Regions from separate parts of the Hordeum vulgare genome. Here region 1 is linked to region 2. A link is a contact called in public Hi-C data. All regions are on one chromosome and are shown on one strand. Each heading gives the region's core, a stretch centred on a gene start, on an enhancer-like site or on the middle of the called end of the contact. The rest is flanking DNA. Distances are from core to core; before and after follow the strand shown. Region 1 holds the start of LOC123412406 (L-gulonolactone oxidase 2-like). Region 2 has its middle 290 kb from the start of LOC123409668.

Region 1 (3,548 bases), core at 262-2,761, 340 kb after region 2:
TTGTACTTACCCAGTCATCGGGATTCTTGTCCAAGCCAGAGAAGAGCAGATGTTGTTTGAGGCACCTATGGCTATGCTCCATCTTGTTCACCAGCTAGTGTTGGACAAGGGGAGATAAAAGCCACGACATTCTGCCCCTACCAAGGCATCTGTGCTCCAACGCAGGGAGGAAGGAGGGGGCCGACGGGACGGGGAGGAGAGGAGGCGGCTAAGGCGGGCGGGGAGAGGGGGCAACAGTGTTGGGGAGGATGGAGCAGGGAGGAGATGAGTCGAAGGGGGCGCGGGGCTCGAAACGAGAAGGATTGACGGCTAGGGTTTGACCATCTTGCTTATTCTGTCGATCGAGCATGGGGCGCGCACGGAGAGGATTGGTGAATCCCTCGCGGACATGGGAAAGACACACCCAGCCAATGAGCATGCGAGACGACCCCACCCGTCATTGGCTAGTGAAAATGGCCGCTAGGTGAAAATTTGATTTGACGAGGGAGTGAAAGATCTCACGGCCCAAATGCGTCTGATGAAAGATCGACACCGAGAAGTAGACCAAATTAAGGGAGCTTCATGGAGCCAAGTTGGCTAGCAATCTTATAGGTTAGAATAAGACGTGAGCTAGTTGAACCTGTTTTCAGGAAAACCTGATGCGGGGAAAACAATTTTGAGCCAGAAATACGTCAAAACAGGTAAAAGAAGACATATGTTTGAAGGTTGAATGAAGGAAAGAATGAAATCAGAACTAAATGTAGGAGAGGATATAAACGGGTTATATATAGGTGCATAGGTGCAAACAAACCTATGTGAACTTTTCTCCAAAACAGACCTACGTGGATGTTCAAATAGTGTGAAAGTCATATTCTGATCCAAAACTCAAATGCATCATGATGAGCAGTAAAATGAAAAACAATAGTAGAACAATTCAAACAATTCTGATTTTGTTTGTGATAAACTTTGAAGAATGTTTTGTATGCCCCATAAATTTCTGCAGAAAATGACATTCCTGAAAGTCATGGCAAAAACAAAGTACTCTAAAATATATCCAGAGCATCGTTATTTTCACGACTTTCATGAATGTTATTTTGTGCTGAAATTTTGCAAGCATATAAAGCATTTGTTAAAGTTCATCATAAAAAATCAGAATTTTTTAAATTGTGTTACTATTTTTACGATTTTACTGTTTATTAGTGTAGCAGATACGTCACATCCCAATTAGTGACCCTATATGGATATAATCATGTATGGCCTCACTAGCCGCGCGTGGACGTAATTTTTAATTTGAAAATGACAACTTGCGAACATTGAATACACACGCACCAACTCTGGATCAAGACTCACTTGAGAAGAACAGACTGTGCAAAAAAGAAAAACGTGGGGCGAACGGTCCATTCGACGCTGCATGGGTCACATCGTTCCTCGATGGCATGAGAGGGACTTGGGCGTAGTTAAACAAGCGAGAACCAAGCCGGCCATGAGCTTGACCTGGCAAGCTCTTGCTTAGCTATTTAATGCCTGCCTTGGCTAACAGCGGTAGTCATTCACTCGCATTCCATCAACCGTACTCTAGACATTAGCGGTACGTGTTACAAGTTACAAGGTCGACTAGCAAAGTGTCAAGAGCAATGACGGAACGTAGCAGGGCCTTTACATTTTCCCTCCTGGTGCTCTTCCTCGGCCTCGCCGTATCCAGCCCGCCGCCGGAGCCGGTGGAGTGCGCCCGCGGCACGTCCGACTGCACCGTCACCAACGTGTACGGCTCCTTCCCGGACCGCACCATCTGCCGCGCGGCCAACGCCACGTTCCCCCGCACCGAGAAGGAGCTCGTGGCCGCCGTGGCTGCCGCCGCCGCGTCCAAACGCAAGGTTAAGGTGGCCACCAGGCACTCCCACAGCTTCACCAAGCTGGCCTGCCCCGGGGGCCGCGACGGCACGATCATCAGCACGGAGCGGCTCAACAAGACGGTGAGCGTCGACGCTGCCAAGGGGCTGATGACGGTGGAGAGCGGCATGGTGCTCAAGGACCTGATCCAGGCGGCCGCCGCGGCGGGGCTCGCGCTGCCGCACTCGCCCTACTGGTACGGACTCACCATCGGGGGCCTCCTCGCAACGGGTGCCCACGGCAGCTCGCTGCGGGGCAAGGGCAGCGCCGTGCATGAGTACGTAGTAGGGATGAGGATCGTAACGCCTGCACCGGCCAGCCAGGGATTTGCCGTGGTCAGGGAGCTCAGCATCGGGGACCCTGACCTCGACGCGGTCAAGGTCTCCCTCGGCGTCCTCGGCGTCGTGTCCCAGGTACAACCTACGCGGCTTCGTACAAATGCAAGAAGAAAATTCATTCTTTTGTGCATGCATATATGCCCTCAAATCTACTCCCTCCATTCCAAAACATATGATCTTTTAGGAATTTCACTAAAAGACTACATACAATGCAAAATGAGTGAATCTATACTTTAAAATATGTCTATGTACATCCGTATGTAGTTTATAATACAATCTCTAAAAGGTCTTATATTTAGGAACGGAGGGAGTACCACATGAGCGCAACCTCAAAAAAGAAAGTCCTGAAATCTTTTGGCTGCGCCGAGTATATGTACGTACTTGGCTACTTGCTGGTGTGCATCCATGCATGCATGGTTCTTAACGAGTACTCTTCTACTAATTGCTTTGGAGTGAAAGATAAATTTAGGTTCGTAGGCTAACTACTCTTCATGCATGTCCATGGAATGAAAACTAAGTACGATTAATAAACCAGCACGAGCAAGGTAGTTTATGGGTTCGGGAGGCTTGATCTTCCTTTTTCTCTACGGATGAATGAATGAATAAAAGGGCTAATTTATAGTATATGGGTGTGCATGCATGTGTCATGTGTGCAGGTTACGCTAGCCTTGCAGCCGATGTTCAAGCGGTCGGTGACGTTTGAGAAGCGCGACGACACAGACTTCGCGTCGCAGGCGGCCATGTGGGGCGGGCTGTACGAGTTCGGTGACATGGCGTGGCTCCCGCGACAAGGCAAGGTGATCTACCGCAAGGACGATCGCGTACCCGTCTCCACCAAGGGCAACGGCCTCAACGACTATCTCGGCTTTCGCTCCAACCCGACGCTCGCGCTCATCACCGCCAGAGCCACGGAGGAGCACCTGCAGAAGGACGGCAGCAACATCGCCAGGTGTCTTGCGGCGCGGGCGCCATCCGTGCTTTTCGAGCTGCAGGCCTACGGCTTCACCAACGACGGCTCATTCTTCACGGGGTGGCCCGTGGTGGGGTTCCAGAACCGCATCCAGGCATCCGGGACCTGCATCAGCAGCCCGGAGGACGGGCTCCTATCCTCCTGCACGTGGGACCCGCGCATCCGGAGCCCCTTCTTCTACAACTCCGGCTTCAGCGTGGCGCTCTCCAAGGCGCCGGCCTTCATCGCTGAGATGCAGAAGCTCCGCGACCTCAAGCCGCGCGCCTTCTGCGGCCTCGACGCCAAGCTCGGCGTGCTCCTCCGCTACGTCAGAGCCTCTTCCGCTTACCTCGGGAAATCCGAGGACTCGATCGACTTCGACGTCACCTACT
Region 2 (3,638 bases), core at 764-3,263:
TTTTTTAAACGAATGGCATCCTATATTGTGACGTAGGTTAATCTTATTGTTTTTACATATTTGAGGTACATAATGGACTAGGAGATTATATATTTGAGATAAAACATAGAAGATTTAGCCAGCGGGAGTCCAAGTTAGACTTTATGTGATTTTTTGCATTAAATTTTTGCCTAGTTCTTGAGAATAAAACTACTTTGATAATTTTTGCCTACTTCTTGAGAAATAAACTACTTTGATAATTTCGTCTTGCATGCATGCATACTCTTGGCCAATTATTTTTTTTGATTGTCTTATTTGATTGTATTTTGCCTTTCATTTTTTTTCTTTCCTTTAAAAGTCCGCCCCTGGTAACTTCAAATCCTGGATCCGCCCCTCGTAACTTCAAATCCTGGATCCGCCACTGGTCTGACTATAGTCTTCACTATTCATCCCTAACCTCCGGATGTTTGGAACCCGCCGACTGAAAAACTTTGGTCAATTTTTGTGCCGCTGACCAGATTCAAAACATGCATCATGGGCTATCAGAATGAGCCAAGGGTCACATAGAACACGAAACTCTCAAGCCATGGATCAGAATCCATCGCTAGACGACGCCGTTTAACCATGGCTCGACTCTCCCTCCCGCTCTATGCGTTGGACCCACCGCACTATTTGCTCACATATTCTCCCTGGTTCACTTTTTTTCCAACGCACCAGTACTGCGACTAGTGGTCCCATTCTCAAATCCCAAGACGGCATCGAACGAGTATGATATCAGGTGTTTTTCGGCTTGGGCACTAAAACACCCCTTTCCTTGTTGTTGTTTTTTGCGGAAGCCCTTTTCTTGTTGTTACCTTGTTTCATAAAATGGTTGTATACATCATTTGATGCAGAGGCCAAAGAGAATTCTTTTTTTAGTATATTTAGGGATATATCTACTTACTTACGATAAAATACAAAATAACACACTGGACATCATCTTTGGCTTATCGTATGGTTAGATAATGCGCATGCTTATGTCGGCCTATTCAAAGATCTGTGCCTTCTGGATAATATGCATGGTCTGTCCCTGTAGTTGCATATAGCAAAAAAATTGCTCGACGGAACTAATGACACGACACACAAACGTGCGTGGCTAAACAAATGTCGAACTTTGGCGCGTTGCGTGCACAATATTGCTCTAGACAAGCAGTCAGTGATCACTCACATTTCACAGCGCACGTACCTACTGGACAAGACAGCGTTTGTTAGCGATATTTAGTTGGCCTCTGGCTGATTGGCTCTTCGATGATCAGCTAGCCAAATACACACAGGGCAGACTACCAGGTATGGACAGTAAAGTGCGCGGGGGTTGGCCAACCAAAAATTTGCGCGCTGTCGCTACCAATTTTATTCAGAAGTTATGGGTCTCTAATCGATTTAGGAAAGAATGCCGTACCGAGTTGGCCTTGCCATCATCACTGCTTGCCATCCAATTGAGTTGTGAGAACAAAGAAGACAGAAGAGCAATACACCACCCACATCACTGTTTCTCCCTGTTGCTCTACTTTTATTTACCCATTACGTGATTCATAGAAGGGACACCCCAACATCGCTTTCCATTACACAATTCTAAGTTGACCAGTGAGCAATTGTAATAGACGTGTAACTCGTTAGAGCATCTACAACTGAATTTAACAAATATGATCGCTATACGTTCGCGGACGTGTCCATTTAGTGATTGGACATGTTCGTTTTGAGCCTTTACTTTTTCATCTACGCAGTCGTATTTTTTATTTTTATTTTCTTATGTCCGATCACTTGCACATTATTGTTAAAGAAGAACGGAAAAAAATAAATAAATAAAAGAAAAAATGATCCAAAGTGGTGACATGTCTAATGTGACGGACTAACCAAACATGCGCAGCCGCATCCATAACCTTCATATCGCTTTCATATTTAAAATGAATATGACATGTACCAGACAGTTGGACGTTTAGAACAGATAAGAGAAACCCTGTTAGGTCGTATTTTTGTGACGTGTGAACGTTTGCTACGAGCAGCATGCAGCCGGGGGTAGGTAAGAATGATATTTGTCTTGGTTCCATCTGCCACCCAAGGTGCATCCATGCTCTTCCTTTCCTTTTCACCACATGGGTGTCTACCATCGTCTAGATAACTAGCACTCCCTCCGTTTTAAAATATAAGTCTTTTTAAAGATTTCATTAGTGGAATACATACGGATGTATATAGATATACTTTAAAATTTATATTCACTCATTTTGCTTCGTATGTAGACGTTTAGTAAAATCTCTTAAAAGACTTATATTTAGGAACGGAGGGAGTATTACTTACGTGGACGGAGGAAACAGCAACTGCAGGCCCGCAACTCTTTGTGACCGCAAATCCCCTAGGCCGGTGCGGTAGCGACTCATGGAGACGACACCGGTGCGGTAGCGCTTCATGGAGATGATACATTGGGAGCGAAGCGAATTCCAATTCCAACACACACACGAGCACGCCTAGTTTCCTCGAGCCCCCTCCCCGCGCCGCTGGCCATTCCCACTAGCGAAAATATAACATTGGTTCTCGTTAAATAAAAGGAACAACCTCGGTTGTGTATTAATCAAGATTAATGAAAACATCAGTTCTGATTCGAACGGTCAAAACGCCGGCCGAACTTCAACAGGCATCAGTCCGTATTTGGTTGAGACCTTTAGAAGTGATTCCACACATTGCCGGGACTAAAGAGCCTCTCTCCTCGTGCAACCCCTTTAGTCCCGGTTGGTGTCTTTAACCAAGACTAATGATGTGTCTTCAGTTTTGATTTGGAACACCAATCGAGACTAAAAAGATTTCTATATATATGTCCAACCTACGTGGTCTTCTTTGTTTTTTGGTCCTAATTATGTGGTGGGAGGTGTGTGTTGTGCTCTGTTCTCATTTTCTATGCACATGAGGTGTTCGATGATATGCCCAAACCACACTTAATCTTTCTCCTGTGTTCTTCCTTCAAGCTTCATTTTTTTTAAGATTTGTCTAGGTTTGGCGGTGCATCAACTATCGAAGTGTTCTAAAAAGGTGTGACGTCCTTGATTTGACCGTACGTTAATCATACACGCAGTGCGTACAACCAAGATTAAGGACTTATGGGAAGATATCACAACACAAATAAAAACATACAAGCTTCATACTACAAGCCAGAGGCCTCGATGGCTTGAATACAGAATCTCGAGAAACACACGAGTCACCGGAAACAACAAAAATGTAAGTACAGACATAAAACATGACAATGCCTTAGATAAGGCTAGCACACAAGATACATCGATCGGACGAGGTGAGGCCTCCTGCCTGGGAACCTCCTAAACTAATCATGGTCGTCAGCGGCCTCCACGTAGCAGTCGACACCATTAGGGCAGTACGTCATCGGCGGGGTACGCCATCTCCTGGACTCCATCATCTGGTCACAGCAATCGTATCAAGGGGAAAAGGGGGAGCAAAACAACGGTGCGTACTTATCCAAAGTACTCACAAGACTGACATTAGAATTATGCTAAGTATACATCAGTATCAAAGGGACGAGGGTTATAGGTGGACTCACTGCAGCAATGCGAGAAATAAAGAGAGGGGACTAATCCTATTGAAGTATAACATCTTTAGCGTCTTGCAGCCATAGACGA

What was found. Hi-C and Micro-C count contacts between places; a contact is called where the count stands out from the background.
Region 1: a contact with region 2 is called in a Hi-C map of leaf, with 9 times the contacts expected there. The contact joins the promoter of LOC123412406 here to the enhancer-like site in region 2. A contact is called at or near these places in 3 of 6 Hi-C or Micro-C datasets (leaf and seedling).

The regions. Positions count from the first base shown.
Region 1 is chr7H:426,747,162-426,750,709 of MorexV3_pseudomolecules_assembly, forward strand. It overlaps LOC123412406 (L-gulonolactone oxidase 2-like), which reads left to right and starts at 1,512. Exons shown (of 2, transcript XM_045105347.1): 1 at 1,512-2,282; 2 at 2,864-3,548. The coding sequence starts at 1,614.
Region 2 is chr7H:426,404,573-426,408,210 of MorexV3_pseudomolecules_assembly, forward strand. No RefSeq gene overlaps it. Among protein-coding and RNA genes, the nearest start is that of LOC123409668, 290 kb to the left of the region's middle. Within about 2 kb of position 2,014, at least 2 of the 3 cell types and tissues checked have open chromatin away from gene starts, as enhancers often do. A contact at or near this core is called in leaf, where this site is marked.